Regions from separate parts of the Zea mays genome. Here region 1 is linked to region 2. The links are chromatin contacts, called in public Hi-C maps. All regions are on one chromosome and are shown on one strand. Each heading gives the region's core, a stretch centred on a gene start, on an enhancer-like site or on the middle of the called end of the contact. The rest is flanking DNA. Distances are from core to core; before and after follow the strand shown.

What was found. A called contact is a pair of places that touch in the nucleus more often than the background predicts.
Region 1: a contact with region 2 is called in a Hi-C map of leaf, with 5 times the contacts expected there. The contact joins the promoter of LOC103643327 here to the enhancer-like site in region 2. A contact is called at or near these places in 4 of 25 Hi-C or Micro-C datasets (leaf and tassel).

What each region holds. Positions count from the first base shown.
Region 1 is chr1:223,788,759-223,791,458 of Zm-B73-REFERENCE-NAM-5.0, forward strand. It overlaps LOC103643327 (RNA-binding protein 25), which reads left to right and starts at 1,392. Exons shown (of 7, transcript XM_008666479.4): 1 at 1,392-2,005. The coding sequence starts at 1,537.
Region 2 is chr1:223,684,578-223,687,406 of Zm-B73-REFERENCE-NAM-5.0, forward strand. It overlaps the pseudogene LOC103645308. Among protein-coding and RNA genes, the nearest start is that of LOC100193349, 30 kb to the right of the region's middle. Within about 2 kb of position 1,309, at least 15 of the 20 cell types and tissues checked have an H3K27ac peak or open chromatin away from gene starts, as enhancers often do. A contact at or near this core is called in leaf and tassel, where this site is marked.

The DNA of each region.
Region 1 (2,700 bases), core at 142-2,641, 100 kb after region 2:
TAGGGGCCTTGGCCTCCCCTAACCCTCGTGTAATGCGTTATATATAGAGAGAGATAATATGAATCATGGAATTTTCTTTGGTCAAAATAAATTTCTCTATCAAGGAAAAAATCGTCGTATTTTTTTGAAGCATTAAATCCGTCGGTAATAATAAAATCGATGAATTTTAATCCAAAGTTGTCACCGAAAAAATCATCGTATTTTTTGAAGCATTAAATTGTGTGCGCGACGAATTTGATGCTCATCTAGAGCCAAATATATTAGGATCACTTCTAATTTAATAAAAGCCTTGCTAAATTGTATAAAAGTTCTATGTATCAAATGGTTTACGGATTATTAAGATTAATGATCACTTTCGAGCCTCAATTGCAATCACTAAGAGAGTCTTTTAGCTACAAAATGCATCTTCAAAATTAAATTGGATATTATTTTATGTGAAGTTTCTTATCATCTATATTAATATAGAATTGACAGCTATGATCCGCGCTTATGATATAATCAAAGTTTTTAATTTAGCCGCTCATCGTAGAGATAAATTAATTTAATCTACGGTTGGAGTTAATTAATATACGAGAATTATATGGTGATTTTTTATTAATTTATTATCTATAACATAATAATTAGTATACGCTACAATATTTTTAGCCGATGAATTGCGTGACATCTTCTATGCGTAATTCGGTCTCCCCTCAATGTGTTCACCAGCTAAACTTTGGCATGTTTGAGTCAGTTTTTTTCAGAGACTGTAGATAGAATTTAACTATCTTTTAGATTACGTGCGGACAACGATAAAAAAGTCAATAACTAGGATATAGATAGAAGTGACAGTTTCATACTATTGTAACGACTTGGCCGATTTTATGTTTATGTTGATTTTAGATGGTTTTGACTAAAACGATTCTCGTAGAAACTAGACTGAAAATCTAATGTTTAGGCCCTGTTTGGGAGAGCTTCACTTCAAAAACTTCAGTTTTGGTTTTCCAGTTTCACTATAAAACAGCTCCAGCAAATTGTTAAGGTGAGTTCCAGGAGCGTTTGGTTTGTATATGGACTCCAACTTCTATAGTACAATTGATTTGTGTGGGTTTCCTTGATTACCCTTGATGATTAGTGGGTTGTCGCCAGAGAGAACGGAAATTGTATGTTGCGTAACCAGTGGCATGGTGGGTAATTTTCGTACAGCTTCATGAGGAGATATAAAAACAGTGTTTTTGAAGCACCCTCTAAGGAGCTTCATGAATTTCATGAAACGGGCCTCTAGTTTCGATTTTTTTTAAAACTAAAGCTCGTGGAGCTGGACCTGTTTGGGTTGAAGAAGTTCGAACAAAATTAAAATTCTTGAAGTGAAGCTCTCCCAAACAGGGCCTTAATGGTCTGTAAAATTTGTGGCGGCCAGAAGCTGAAAAAAAAGTTAAAACAAACGGGCCTTCATCACCCAACCGCCACCGGTCTTCATGCCCGAGATCGAAATCGAACCCAAACGGCCAAACCAACCATCGTCTACTCGGCGGCTGGGCTAGCACCCTCCCTACCACCATGGCGGCCGTCGTGCCTCCGCCCGACAACCTGGACCCGCAGCCGGCTACTCCCCCAGCCGCCGCTCCTTCCGCCACGCTCACCCCGCCTCCCGCCGCCACCTCCACCCCACCAACCCCCTTGACGCCGGGCCCCGCGGCGCCTAGCCCAAACCCTAACCTACCCCCTGCCCCTGCCCCTGCCCCTGCCCCCGCCCCCGCTTCCACGCCTCCGGCGGCAGTCGCGCCACCGATGCCCCCAGCTCCGATCTCCTTCGCTGCTACCTTCCGTCCACTCGGTGCCCCAGCGCCACCGCCGCCGTACCAGGTCCCGCAGTACGTCGCGGTGCCGGCGAACCCGGGCTACCCGATGCAGCCGCCGGGCGTCCCCGTCGTTATGCCTCCGGGCGCCGTGCGGCTGCCGGCCATGTACGGGCCGCCCCAGCCGGGAGTATACATGCCGCAGCAGGGCGCTGCGATCCCCCATCCCGGTGGGTCCCTGATCTCCAACTCTGTTAACCTATGCGACACCGCGACTTGGTATTAGTTAGTTGATGATGTTGAATTTATGCTTCACCCACTATTTTGTATCTGGTGTTATTTCTCAAGTTTGAACCTTCAAGGTGTACCATGAGCTGTGATGTTGACTGTTGAGGATCTCTTTGTGGGTTTAGGAGAATTGAGAGGATTTGTACCATGGACCTTGGCAGTGTGTTGGTTAGCATTTAGAGGTGTGGTGCTAGTGCTTTAGAGTTAGAGAAACTGGGCTCCGCTCGCCTGATAACGATGACCGGATATTTCTCTGCTACAGCGGTGGTCGTGCCAGCCATTACTCCCCACAACAAGAGGTGCCGGCTCATGTTTGATTCTGCAGCTCTAGATCGTTTGCTCCCTCACTGAGTGTGGTATGCTGAATGTTTGAATTTGAACTGGTTTTGTTTACATTGTCTAATTGATTTACATGCTTTAGCTCGTGGCTTAATTAGGCTCAGTTTCTTTATGTACTTAGATGCTTCAGCTCTGGGTTGTTCCAAAAACTTGCTAAGGTATCATGATTTTCTGCCGTTTAAATTTCATATGCCGGCTATATCTTTTTTTTTCTGGTTTCATATAAACTTCTTTGTTGATAAGAAGTGTAGAGTAGTGACATATTTGCCTGAGCTCTTATTACCTGAGTAGTGCATTG
Region 2 (2,829 bases), core at 59-2,558:
TATATTGGCAATGAAAACGGTAAGTGCTTGTTCGGTTAGCTCTCAATCCATGTGGATTGAGTGGAATTGGATGGGTTTGAATCCCAAACAAGTCAAACTTCTTAAGCATTTTTTTTCAATCTCATCTAATACATGTGTATTGGGAATAACCGAACAAGGCCTAAGGTGGTATTGTGGACGTTGTTTGGGTCCAAACCAGCTAGCCTATGTTCTCTCTTCTAATTATAAGCTATTTTGATTTTTTTAGATATATAATTTTTAGGGTGTATCTAGTTAGACATGATGAATATCTAAGTTTATAGGAAAAATAGATATCTAAAAAAAAGTTAAAACCTCTTGTAATTTGGAACTGAAGGAGTAACTTTTGTATCAGTTGGATAGTTCAACCAGCAGAGTGCCAGGATTCTTTGGATCAATAGCCGTCATGTACTGTATTAGCGCGATCTAAATAGAGCTTTAATATGACTTGGTTTGGGGAAGAATCTAGACAGTGTTTGCAATTTTCCACGGCAAACGTAACACTCAATACAAAGCATGGAGAGTGACAGACTGACAGTTCTACACCCTCGAAAGGCAAAGTAAAGTGCGGTTTATCCTTTTCAAGGCGGCAGACAAGCAGACTTTAGTCCAGTCGCATATGGTATACGTAGCATTTGGGAAGTCGAGCGCGCATACACTTCTAATATTCCACAACTCCTTTTCTTATACTCCCTCCACTGACGCCGTTAACATTTTTTTTAAAAAACTTTGAACATTTATCTTATTTAAAAAAAGTTATAATTTATCATTTATGTTGTTATGATTTATCTTATCACTCAAAATCGTTTAAGCGTGACTTAGAATTTTACATTTTCGAATAAATATTTTATATAAGGTAGTGGTTAAAGTTTTTTTTAAAAAAAACTCAACGGTGTCATATACGCACACCGTCCTAAAATAGTACTCCCTCAGTTCCAATTTATAATTCTTTTAACTTTTTTACCTTAAGTTTAATCGACTTGTCTTATATCCAATGCACTAGTATGTACTAGAACTACCTTCAACATTCAGGAACAGATCCATTATACTTGATGAAAAAAAAGAGACGGTAAATTAAATTTTGCTAAAATGTTGTAGGACTATGAAGAGAGGCCATCTTTCGGCGTGTGTTTGTCATGGCTCGTGCCCCCCACCCACCTGAGGCTGTAGCCACACAGCATCCTATCTGATCTGTTTCTTTTCTTTTGCTACGCACTAGTATGTTCTTTTCTTTTTCCCTAGCTCGTGGTGGTCGTAGCTGCCTACTGCCCTCCCCTGCCCCCAATTTCATTCAATCCAAGGACCAGACCGCAAGTCTCAGATAGGCTGGCTCATGGTTGTACACGCTCTAGCAGTAGCAGGCACAGACAGTACCAGGAGAAAGAATTAGTAGCAGCATCTTTCGCCTATCATCTTTGCTTTCTTTTTCCTAAAGAGCACAGAAAGGGCGTTCCGCTAAGAGGAAAAGTTGCTTGTGTAGTCGGTGGCAGTAGATCGTCACTTCACAGAAATCTTCAGCCGGCGTCCGTCGATTCTACGGTCGCTGCTGCGCCATGCGTCGTCGCCCACCACTCGCACTAGGAAACCAACACATCGATGCACACGAATACCTGTAGGCATCATGTGCCTGAGTGCCCTCAGGCTCTCAACAACGACGGCGTCTGCTGAACATCATCGCTCGATCAAAATCTTAGACCACCATTCTGCTTCGTTCGAAAACACCTCTGCTTCTGAAGCAAATCTCAAGACCGGAGGAGCGGAGGGCATATATGAATCACCTCCCGCCCTTGCCCTTACCTTTCCCACCAGCCCCTTTGCTGAACCCGTTCCCATCGGGCCGCCTGTTCTTCTGGAATTTCCCGTCTTTCGCCGATTTGTTCTTCAACCGCGTGATTTCCATTGCCTTCTGCTGCCTGCTCTTCTGCATTTGCTCGGGGTTCCTTATTTCGGAGGGCACGTTGGCATTTGGTATAGATCTGTGGCCATGGCCCCGCGAAATGCTTCTTGTTGCCTCTCTGATACCCGCCTGCACAGAGGTCACAGCGTCCATCAGACTCTGTTCTATATACGTCTCATCGTACTGTACCGAAGTTCAGTGCTATTAAAGTACTCAGATGAAACAAACCGTGCTAATGTAAAAAAAAAAAAAAACCAAGGCCGTGCACATGGCAACAATTAATTCACTCAACTGAGCAAACCTTCAGAAACATTTAACGGACTCCTTTTTTCAGTAAACAGATAATATGGTTTCATGCCAAAACTATAGAGAATGGAGAATGATTAAAAAAAAAGTAAGCTCCAAAGATGTATCCGGACCAAATTTCAACTTGCCAGAGTATATAAAAATATAAAATCAGAGAAGGCAATGGTTACAACATAAAATCAGAATTTAATAGAGAATTACCTGAACTGGGTGTGCGCTCTTCTGCAAAGTTGCCAGATTTCCCACCAATATTGATTGATTTATGTGTCTTCTGCTGCCATGTCTTATATATCCCTGTAGCCGATGCCTTTATCTTTGCACCACCTTCCGTTTTGATCTAAAAGAAGTTAGGAAAGATTTTTCAAACTAGTGAAGTTCAATTATTTGATCTTTCACTGGCATATATGCTGAACATACTATAACTGTATAACAGCATAATGAATACTAATATGTCTTTGGTATTCAACATGAAGCACTGAGCTAGGAAGCGAGATCTCATTCCATCTTGAAGACATAAAACTAATAACCAGAAAAATAAAAATAAAAATGGTATTAAGTGCATACTGTTACTTCCAGAGGGCCCACTACCCACTAAAAGGAAAACGAAT